Regions from separate parts of the Pan troglodytes genome. Here regions 2 and 3 are each linked to region 1. A link is a contact called in public Hi-C data. All regions are on one chromosome and are shown on one strand. Each heading gives the region's core, a stretch centred on a gene start, on an enhancer-like site or on the middle of the called end of the contact. The rest is flanking DNA. Distances are from core to core; before and after follow the strand shown. Region 1 has its middle 27 kb from the start of NFIA. Region 2 overlaps NFIA (nuclear factor I A). Region 3 overlaps NFIA (nuclear factor I A).

Region 1 (3,679 bases), core at 361-2,860:
TTAGAGACCAGGCCCGCCAATATTCCAGTTAGAGTTAACGCTACCAGAAATATGCAGTGCTTTAGGATTCCAACTTGGGACTCGTTGAAGACCAGAATGTTACAGTCAATCTCGCCTTTCTCTTTTTGTTTCCAACACCCTACTTTCCCTTCAGTCTCTTTCCTCTTCGGTGTTCTCTACCTCTTGAAATATAAAAGTTTAATAAAAACACCACCCTATTCTATTTTTTAAAATAAAAGTTGACACTAAATTTGAGAGCTAGTGTTGCAACTAAGCTCTTCGGAAGTTTACCCATCTGTTCTCCAAACCTTTGATGCCTGTAATGTCAACCACGATTGCTTCTTAAAATTCACTAAAAGAAGTCTTTCAGTAACTTTGAAAAAGTGTAATAAATGCTAATGGGGGGGGGGGAACTCCCAACTCTGATGGATTTTACTTTCTCGGATCAAGGAGCAGGACTCCAAGCAAAAGAATAAACTTTATGTAGTTTATTTTTAAACTATTCTATTTTCAGTAGCGATTTCTCTTCCTTAGCTAAATTACTCAGCTTTGCTCAATTCCACTTTTACCTTTCCCCACACGTCCTCACTGACTCAGCAATTGTCACCGAGTGAGACCCTAGGCAGTGGGAAGGAGGCCCCCACAGATATGCTCCCTGGCTAAAGCGCTCAATTGAAGATCTGAGAAAATATCTTCAGAAACTACAAATGGAGCAAATCATTTACCTAATTCACTCAAGAGCTTCCACGGGAAGGACTCTGGAGGATGAGTGTCCTCCTAATGCGGTGCTAATGAAAAGCCCCTTAGCCGGCTCTCCGGCCGAGCGCCGGACCGCGTCTGCTCGGCGTCTACGGCGGAGCGACCCTGGTTGGCGGCGGCCGCGCATTCCCCCCCCACCTGCCCGAGGTGGCACGGCGGCCGCGGCGACTCCGGACGCCGCCGGGGCCACTCTCCGGAGCGCCGCCCTGCGACCCCGGACGCCCCCTCCCTGCCCCCACCCACCGGCGCGGGTCTTCCTCCCGCTCTTCCTCCTCCTCACCCTCCCCGGGGCTCTGTGTGGGGGGCCAGGAGGTGACTGGGGACGCTTCCTCGGTCGCGACTCCCGGTTCTCCGCGGCCTCCCGCCCGGGGGGGTTGGGGTTAAAATCTGGGAGTTCAGCTCTGCGGCGAAATCTCGGGTTCCCAGGGAGGGGCCGGAGGGAAGGAAGACCCCGCGGGGAGCGCGCCGGCCAGAGCCGCCCCCGCCCCGCGCGGCCGCTGTCCCGTGGGGAGGATGAAAGCGCAGGGCCCGGGCGGGGCCGCGGCGGCTCCAAGGGGCGGCGAGTGCGGGGCGGGGACTGCGGCGCTCGCGGTGACCGGGCCCCCCTTCCCAAGCCGCAGCTCCTGGCCCTGCAGGTGCACCCCCAGCCCCCTTTTAGGCCCCTCCGTGGAAACCGCCTTCCGGCCCAAGTTCTATCCTTTGAGGCTTTGAACCAGGCCTTTCAGAAGTTTTTTAAGCTGCCCCGCCCCGCCGGCACTCACGGGGGTCACAGTCCCCCATCCCTCCACCTCCGCTACAGCTGCCGGCGAAGCGGGTGCCGGGAGGAAGCGGAGTGGGGGCCAGCGGGCCGGCCCGAGGGTCGGGGACCGAAGCGCCGCCCCGGAGCGCCAGGCTCGGCCCCAGCGCTTGGAGATCGCGCCGCGTAGCCCGACCTCGGAGGAAGCGCGGGCCCGCCAGCCCCTGGAGAGGGGAGGGCAGGGGGGCTGAGAGAGGAAGAGCGCGCGGGGAGGGGGGCACGTCCCCATCACCGAGGTTCCTGCGCTCAGTTCAAGCCAGGGGACAACTTAAATTGGCCTTCAGGGGAGGCAGCTGGTGACCCGTGTCCTCGCCCTCCAAATTCCCCTGAGCGAAGCAGGGCGCCACCTACAGGCGAGCTCTAGATAGCAGGCAGGAGAAAGACGCGCCTGCAAAGTAATGTGGCCCCGTCCCAGCAAGCCTAGCAAGGCCTGTTGTGTCCACAGCCTCCTCTCAGCTGCCTGAGCCTGTACCGAGTTATAGGTCTGTTGGCAACAGCAAGAGCCCTGAGGGCACTCAGCGTGTGCTTTTGGGGAGTGGAGAACTGGGTGTTAATTTCAGGAATTGGGGGATTCCAGTATCAAAGAAGTAGCAGCTCTCATTGGACAGGCAGGTTGCACCCTGACAATTTTGGCTGCACTTTGACTCCAGTATCTCGACTCCAGGCTATTTTCATGGGATGCACTATGTTTCCTTGAGAATAGCTGTGTAGCCTTGGGCAAGTTACTTTATCTCCCTGAGTCTCTATTTCCTCATCCCTCAAAAGAGGGAATAGTGGTACCTGTCTGATAGAGTCATTGTGAGAATTTAATGAGAAGATGTAGGTAAGAAGCTGTAGGTGCCTTCTAAGGAATTTTCACCTATTTCTTTCTTTTTTAAAAATAGTTTTTAATTATTTTTTTATTTATTTTGAGTCGGAATCTCTCTCTGTTTCCCAGGCTGGAGTGCAATAGCGCGGTCACGGCTCACTGCAACCTCTGCCTCCCTGGCTCAAACAATTCTCCTGCCTCAGCCTCCTGAGTAGCTGGAACTACAGACACGCGCCTCCATGCCCGACTAATTTTTTGTATTTTTTAGTAGAGACAGCGTTTCACCATGTTGGCCAGGCTGGTCTCAATCTCCTGATCTCAGGTGATCTGCCCGCCTCGACCTCCCAAAGTGCTTGGATTACTGGGATTACAGGCCTGAGCCACCGCACCCAGCCAACTTTCACCTATTTCTAATGTGAAGACCCATCTTTTATTCTAAGAAATCTAACTTGTAAGACTGTTTAGCTTCTTTCTGTTCCTTGAAGATTAGGGCCTTAGAGGAAGTGGGAGAGAGCTAAGAGGTTTCAGTGTTTGAGTAGGAAACAGGATGGGTTACGGGGAGTTTTGATAACCAGCTTATCTCCTCATAGACAACGGCTGTAGGCCGGGTGCTGTGGCTCACATCTGTAATCCCAGCTCTTTGGGAGGCCGAGGTGGGCGGATCACCCGAGGTCAGGAGTTCGAGACCAGCCTGGCCAACATGGCGAAACCCCATCTCTAATAAAAATATAAAAATTACTTGGGCGTGGTGGTACATCTGTAATCCCAGCTTCTCAGTAGTCAAGCAGGAGAATCACTTGAACCTGGGAGGTGGAGGCTGCAGTGAGCCGAGATCACACCACTGTGCTCCAGCCCGGGCAACAGAGTGAGACTCTGTCTCAGAGAAAAAAAAAAAAAAAAAAAAGACAATGGCTATGTGGTGGCTCAAGCCTGTAATCCCAGTGTTTGGGAGGTGCGCGGGTCACTTGAGCCCAGAGGCTGGAGACCAGCCTGAGCAACACAGAGAAACCCATTTCTACAAAAAAAAAAAAAAAAAGCTGGGCGTGGTGGCCCATGCCTGTAATCCTAGCTACTTCGACAGCCAAGATGGAAGGATGGCTTGAGCCTGGGAGGCTGAGGTTGCATTGAGCTGAAATGGCACCACTGCACTCCAGTCTGGGTGACAAGCTAGACCTGTCTCAAAAACAACAACAAAACGAACCAAAAAAACCAAACAACATCTTATATTTGTGGATGACTTACTATTACTATTTACTATTTTTATTATCATTTGCCTCTATTAAATGATTTAATTATCATTTTCACAATCTCATATG
Region 2 (3,513 bases), core at 241-2,740, 290 kb before region 1:
TTTTGAAAATTTATTGAATTATAGTAGAGGAAGCTGGCTGAATTAAGCCAGCCAGACTGTTATTCTTCTTCCTACGAGTATGGCAATATTTATTATTTTACCTCTCTATGAGGGGTTGATTAAAACTAGAAAATGTAACATTTGCAAAGTCATAATATATTCAGAAGAAGGTGGTTCAGATAGGCAAAATAAAAATATATAGGGGCCAATCAGAATTTTCTCTTCCATAACTTAGATTTTCTTTAAAAACTACATTTGGAAATAGACATTATGATTTTTTTTAAAGGGCCACCCACTCTTTTGTCTGCTCCACACTCTACCTTCACTCTAGAAGAGGTGCCATTGACTTCTACAGATATAAAATGTGTGACGTTCATTTTAAAATTACTAGTAGAGCCTGCTATTGACCATCTAATTATGCCGAGTTCCATTTATAAACATAGCTAACCACTAAGTTTATGGAGACTTTTTGTGCTGCTTTAATAGGATATTGATCGAGCACATAGTTTGAGTAGACTGCCATTGAATTGTGTAATGGCAAACAAAAGGCAAGGTCACGGCAACTGTTCATGCTGGGGCTGCAATCTATTTTTTATTATATTCTTTTTGTTTCTTCCTTTAATGCTCGAGCCCAAATGGTTTCTTTTGAAAGAAGATCTTGCTTAAGAATATAAGCTATTTTTAAAATTAATTTCCATGCAATGATCACAGCTATCGTGTTACTTAAACACAGGAAAACCAACGGGCCACTAGTTTAGAAAGAAAGTTTTAAATCTATCCCACTTTAATTAAGATCTAAAGTACTGCGAATGTTTAAATGGCACCCCAAATGACTGGACGTCTGGAATTTCTTATCCTACACCCATTTCCTCATTAGTCCTTCTGTGCAAGAACATTTTGTATTTTCAAGTTTGGGCTTGTTCCTACCCAAGAGTTTCGTTTTCTTGTTGTGCCTTGTAGCCGAGTTCATTCTGTCTTAGAAGTTCCACCATGTCAGGTTAGAATATTGCCAATAGTTCTTACTAAATTACTAGCCTGAAAATCTAAGCATCTGAATATGGGTACTTGAAAACGTAACAAGGACCCAGAGACTTCAAAAAGAACTTTAGAAATGAACTGCAATTTGGATGTTAATGACAATTCCTGTGTGAAAATATAGAAAGAGCGCACATTTCTAAGGCAGAAAACAGCCACTAGGGTGCCACCTCATGCCAGGCTGAGGCATATGCCTGGTTCCATTCACTCCCACTCTCCATTGACAAACAACTCAGGAATCCTGTAGTGGACCCGGCAGCTGAGCTTTGTGGCAGAGCCAGGACAATTCAGCTGCCGGATTTTAATAGATTCTGCAGCACTGCAACAGGAACCAAAAATCAGTCTGGGTAACTGAGAGTGGTTTTCACACCCAAAGACTCTAAGGCTGGCCACAGTGTACTGAGAATCCTGGCTTTTCAAAATTCCGGGGCCATGAAGTCATCCTTAGCCACGAAGTTTACTTAACCCTTGCAGCCGGCTTGGGTGTACAAACCGCCGCTAGAAAATTAGAGCCCACCAGGCCAGAGTCACAATGGCCTGTGTGTATTTGCGGTTTTCCTCTTTCCCAGTGAAGTAGTTAGGGTTTCGAAGTCACTCCACCAACTTCAAGTAAAATAGAGTCAGCAATTTGGAAGGAAATGGGCAGAAGTAGTGGATTTTTCAGGAGAACTTTCTGGGTTCATACCAGGAGTGATATTTGACGGTCTTAGCACTCATACTTTGAGGAAAACACTAGCGCAAAATAAACAAAAGAGTGGGTGCTGACAGAGAGAGCTATCTAAGCAGCATCATTTAGCAGCTAGTAGAGTGGGCTCTCTTTGTAGCAACTTCAAGGGAAAGAGACCAATCTAAAAATGCCTTGAGAAGGCTTTGTTTGAAAATGCAGCATCATGTAAGAGCCATTTCAACAGATGGTTCTTGTCTCTTTCCTCATAGTATTATGCTAAAACAACTTTAGTGATTCTGAACCACATTGTTAACACTTGTAAAACCCCCTTCCCCAAAGCAGAGAATACTTCTCTCTCTCTCTCTGGCACAGCATCTAGTGGTCTGTATTTTCCTCCTCCCCTGGAACAAGGCAATAAATAATTGAGCTACTTTCAGATGGTCCTACCACATGGGGGAAAAACTAGCAAGAGAACAAATATAGATTTTTATGCTACAGTATCTTCTTTGCCATGGAAGCAGAACTTTCCATTCTTGCCTTTCATGGACTTTAGATGATAATGAAAAAAAAAAATTAAAAGGTGGTGGGCAGGAGGCAAGGAGGAAAGGCGAGTTCACGGAAGGTTGCAGCTTCAGTTGGCCAGCAGGAGTCCCTGATTCCAACAGGTTCATATATCTGATCAGTATAATTCAATGGCAAGCATCCTTGTTGCCTAATCCCTCACCTCTGAATTTGTGAGGCTAAGCCAGCAGCTTTCTCCTGAGTTTCTCTGCCATTGCCACCTTGGTAGTAACGCTATTAAAAACAACACACTTAGCACATAGTTATTTCAGTGAATCCACATGAGGAAATACTGAAATAGCACCTCCTTCCTCTCTTACATTTAAAAGGAAGAAAATGAAAAACAAAAACTAACTGGAAACCTAGTGAAAGTAAATATTTGTATTAGCAAATTTAAAAATCGAATACTAAAGATCCAGAAAGGGAGAAAAATCTCAACCTAAGCCATCATTAATGATTGTGAAATTTTCAGCCCATGTAAGTAGTCATAATTAGGTATAATTGCAGGGGACTGGATAGGGCTGGGATAGATAACAGAAGGTTAAGAAGAAATCTGCAAAATAGTCAGAGATTGTAGGACACTGAGACCATTAAAAACATCTAAGTGAAAGGCATAACTATGGAGAGAGTAAAAAGATCAGTGGTGGGGAGTGGGAGGTAATGAATAGGTGGAGAACAGGAGATATTTAGGGCAGTAAAACTATTCCATATGATACCATAATAGTAGCTACCCGTCACTATGTATTTGTCAAAACCCACAGAATGTACAAGAGTGAACCCTAAGGTAAACTGTGGACTTTAATTATTAATTATGCGTCAATACTGGCTCATGAATTTTAACAAATGTACCACACTAACAAACGATGTTAACAATAGGGGAAACTGTTTTGGAGGAGGGGTATACGGGACTTCTGTACTTTCTGTTAACCTAAAACTGTAAACCTAAAAAACTGCCCTAAAAAAGAATAAAGTCTGTTAATTAAAAACAAACTCACACCTAAAAACAAATCCAGGAAAAAAAATTAATTAAGTATCTTACTTGCTTTGGTTTACATGAAAATAATTTTAACCTTTTTTAATGCACAAATTAATAAGCTAAAAGTATATCAAATCAACAAGAACTGATTATTCAATAAAAGCACAGAATCCTTGGATTCTATTTAGTTCTATAATGCAATTATAGGAGAGGTTTTGATGAAAAGGTAGGCACTCAGCTAGCTGAGTAGAATAAAGGAAAAAGAGCAAGTTGC
Region 3 (3,923 bases), core at 430-2,929, 400 kb before region 1:
TTTTCAACCACGAAATCAGGATCTACGTTAGGGATGCGGGAGGGATTCGCTGGGAAAAGTAAAGGCACGACAGACAATAAAAAATCCTGTGACACTGAAACTGATCTTACTCTTCTGAAATTATAATTCATTGTCTTCGTTGGGGTTTTCCAACATTCTGAGTGTATCTTACAGAATGAGGTATTTCTGTTCACTTGAAATACAAATAAGGGTTTTGTTAACTGATGGGGGCAGTTATAGGAGGGCAGGAAACTTGACCATCTTGTTTATCATTCAATCCTCAGTGCCTAGCCCAGTGCCTGGAATACAGAACGTTCTTAATGAAGAAGAGTTGAATGAATGGAGAATGGGTGAAGGGAGGGGTTTCATGTGGCAATGAATGGCTACTCTGATGATTTTCAACTTCTCCTTTCAAATGAGGTGCAGGCACTGAAGCCATGATTGTGACACTCTCCTAACAGGCCCAGATGGTCAATAGCGACACAAGAATAAGTGGAGGTAAGGTGGAAAAAGTGCTGGACCCAGTCTTCCTGGGTGATTTTGAGCAAGTCACAGTATTTTTCCTTCCTTACATATGTAGGATTTTATGAGGGAAGATGCTCCTTTCAGCCCAATATATCTAAAATGGTATTTTCAAGCATGAAACATAATAACTAAGCAGGATCAAGATTTTACTCTATTAAGTACCACATTGTCCAAAAGAAAAATGAGGCCACTGCGTACCCTTCATTCATGCTTGCGTCCATGCAGCATTTATTTAGAGCCTTCTGTGTGCCTGCCAGGCCCAGTTACTGGTTACCTTTTCCTTTCGTAAATCCTTAGGTGATTAGCTTTGAGCAATTGTCTGGTCATATATCACTTTATCTGCTGGCATTTCTTTTTCTGTTAGCTAGACAGAATGAGCAATTATGGACTAACATCAGAGTTAGTTTCTCCAGTGAAATAAAAAAGTATGTGGCTTTTGCCGACTTTTCTCTAGAGATACCTTGACAAATTCACTACATTTATCATTATTTACAGAAAAATTACCAAGGCCTAACAAAAACCAATGCTTCTGAATTCTTTAAGTTGACGGTATCAGAAAGGGTTCTGATTGGGTTGCTTCAGGCAAGTGAAGGATCATCCCTGTGGAAGAGATTCCATTAGGTAACGTAAGGACTCATTTGGTCCCCAGGGATGAATGGCTAAGTGATAGCTACATGGAGTTTGGTATAAGATTTCCTAGTCACACAAGCCACCTTTGATTTCCAGAGGAGTTTAAAAAACTTAAGCCCAGACCGAAAAACTACGCATCCTGTAGACTTTCAGATGTTATTCTTTGACCACATGCTTTGAGGAACACAATAAAGCCTCTTGTGTCCTGAAAGGAAATCAGCCTGGCAAATACACATGGCCTAAATCTAGCTGGACAAAAGAAAGAAGAGGGAGAGAGAAAGGAGAGAGAAAGCAAGCCCCAAACCGTGTTTCTAGTAGGCCTCTACCTAACAGCTGACTCTCATCCACGTTAGAGCCGCTTCCTCCCTTCTACAAAACAGGCTCAAACTTTGGGTGCGGGGAATAATGCTTACTATTTCTGTTTTCACACTTTCTAAGTCGGTTGTGAAATTCCAGACTTCTTCAATCTGACACTAAGGTAGTTCTTGAAGCAAAGGCCTGGCACCCAGTGAGTCAGCAGGGGGAGCAGTTCTCCACACCACAGTTTCTGGACGAGACCTCAGGGCACTACAAAAATCTGCAGTGCCTCTGCACTTCTCTTAAAAAGCAAAGCGCAAAAAAAAAAAAAAAAAAAAGTTTCTTCACACATCTTACTATTCAGTATGTGCCTTGCCGACAAGGTTACCCCAGAGCAGCTCTGTAATCCTTCACTGAAATAGGCTTTATTGATTGCTCTGGTCTATTGTTCTCTTTTCAAGTCCCCCAAGTTCAAGTTCATCCTGGTGTTACATCATGTCTGGTTGCTAAGAGCAACCAGACAGACCCAGACGTGACTATCATTAGCAAGAAACCCTCTGCTCTCCTCCCACCAACCTTCCAGTGGTTCTGACGTAGCAGGCCCACTGCAAACACATTGAAGTATTTATTCTGCCTAATTTATGACCTACACAGCAAGCAAGACCCCCACTCCAAAAACCAACACTGTTGTATATTTAATTAATCTGTCTTTCTCTGGCACTTGGGAAAGTTAGACAAAGGACTAATTATTGTGTTTCACTCTCCACACTTTTCTTTTGGGGGGTGGATATTTGCATGGGAAAGAAAACTACCAGGCCCAGCATCAGCCCCCCTCCTCTTTTTCTTTTTGCCCTATTGACATTTCATGAAATACTTTAGCTGCTTAAGGGAATTAGAAAAAAAAAATGCGATGTGAATGTTACTCCTTCTGAGTTGGTATTCAGTAACACAAATCAACTCATGACATGTTTAAATTTAAATGCTAACCACACACTCTCAGAGTTACTTTAAAGGTTAGTTTTTAATCAATAGAAGTTGCTGACTCCAGGTTTTTGAGCTGCGCGCTGCAACTCTTGGGCTTTTGTCTAACGTTAAAGCTTTCAAACTTTTTTTTTCCTTGAGATGATTTTAGCAATGATTTGCAGACACAGAAGGCTATTGTGCTCTGACCAGCAACATGTCAATAGAGGGGCTGAGCTGCCCTGTGGTGGGGTGTCAATATGACTCCTGAAGGCAGAGGTTGGGGGTCTTTAATAACCCGTGAAAAAACCTTAATTAACCCTTTCAGGCCCAAACCAAAACCTATTCTTAAACTTGTTCACTCCTATAATTTGACCATTAGTACTTATTTCAACATCACACTAATCTTCATGACAATTAACCCAGCTACTTGACCAAGGTTTTCCAGAATAGGAAGTTGGTTAGGGGAACCACACAGGGAATTTTTTTTTTTTGAAGTCTCTGATTAAATCATTTATTTGCAGAGATGGCAGATAGTTCTAATAATAATAATAATAATAATAATTCATACATCTCCCTGAATTTTCTCCTAATCAGTTTGTAAAGACACTCATAATCCCATTGGGATGAGTGTGACAGTCACACATGTGTAAGCCAGTCAATTCCTAGAAACTTCCATGAGCTGCTAGTAACACCAGATGGACAATATAATGTTTGTAAAAGCCTACTTTTCTCTTGTGATATTTTCTTATAATTTCTATTATGCAAGCAGTACAAATTTTAGAACATTAATTGAGGAATGATTCTGCATATTTTCTTCTTGGGTCATATAGGAAAAACATAAAAGAAATCTGAGCTTATTCGATTGTTGGGGTTGAGCAGCAAATCACTGGGAAAATGGGAACACATTAAACAAAAACCATCCTCAGACATTTAGTGACATAAGCATAGGTTTCATATGTTTTCTGCCTTCGTACTTTATAGCCCCTTAATCTACCCTACTGTATCCAAATGGACTACAAAGGAATCTCCCTCCCTATGTGCAGTGAGTGGCATTATTACAATGCAATATAAGATGATGTTATCTTGATACATTTACATTAAGTAAACACAGAGCTTTGATCTATTTTTTCCTCAGAAACTTTCAGCTATAGTTGTTGTGGAGGTCCACAAATCCACACCTCCCACCAAGGCTCCAGTTACGTAAAATTAGTCGGTAACATTCACAATGTCTAGAGTTTGGGATGTGCTGAGCGGGACTGGGGAGGGAAGGGGGGTGACTGTCCTCTTTCAATGTTCAAGGTGAAACATCAAAAGAAATCTGCAGTCCAGGACAAGAGCTCAGCTTTCCTTTTCTCCAGTCAAATGAAGAAGTAATCTCATCAGGTTGGAAAAGTGCTGACTAAGGATTTAATAAAGTGCCTGCAGATGTGGCGTCTCTAAGGTATTCAACTCATGTAATGCAAAACAGCTCCACACTGAATGTGCTTATAAAATTTCATTTAACCATT

What was found. A called contact is a pair of places that touch in the nucleus more often than the background predicts.
Region 2: a contact with region 1 is called in a Hi-C map of stem cell-derived neural progenitor cells, with 5 times the contacts expected there. The contact joins two enhancer-like sites. A contact is called at or near these places in 2 of 7 Hi-C or Micro-C datasets (blood and stem cell-derived neural progenitor cells) and 1 of 1 datasets of contacts at active chromatin or transcription factors (stem cell-derived excitatory neurons).
Region 3: a Hi-C map of induced pluripotent stem cells shows a contact between it and region 1, with 2.5 times the contacts expected there. The contact joins two enhancer-like sites. A contact is called at or near these places in 3 of 7 Hi-C or Micro-C datasets (blood, induced pluripotent stem cells and stem cell-derived neural progenitor cells) and 1 of 1 datasets of contacts at active chromatin or transcription factors (stem cell-derived excitatory neurons).

Annotation. Positions count from the first base shown.
Region 1 is chr1:169,953,516-169,957,194 of NHGRI_mPanTro3-v2.0_pri, forward strand. No RefSeq gene overlaps it. Among named protein-coding and RNA genes, the nearest start is that of NFIA, 27 kb to the left of the region's middle. Within about 2 kb of position 1,611, at least 16 of the 24 cell types and tissues checked have an H3K27ac peak or open chromatin away from gene starts, as enhancers often do. A contact at or near this core is called in induced pluripotent stem cells and stem cell-derived neural progenitor cells, where this site is marked.
Region 2 is chr1:169,666,496-169,670,008 of NHGRI_mPanTro3-v2.0_pri, forward strand. All of the region lies in intron 4 of NFIA (nuclear factor I A), which reads right to left. Among named protein-coding and RNA genes, the nearest start is that of NFIA, 260 kb to the right of the region's middle. Within about 2 kb of position 1,491, at least 12 of the 24 cell types and tissues checked have an H3K27ac peak or open chromatin away from gene starts, as enhancers often do. A contact at or near this core is called in stem cell-derived neural progenitor cells, where this site is marked.
Region 3 is chr1:169,549,047-169,552,969 of NHGRI_mPanTro3-v2.0_pri, forward strand. The region is part of intron 10 of NFIA (nuclear factor I A); the gene reads right to left. Among named protein-coding and RNA genes, the nearest start is that of TM2D1, 280 kb to the left of the region's middle. Within about 2 kb of position 1,680, at least 12 of the 24 cell types and tissues checked have an H3K27ac peak or open chromatin away from gene starts, as enhancers often do. A contact at or near this core is called in induced pluripotent stem cells and stem cell-derived neural progenitor cells, where this site is marked.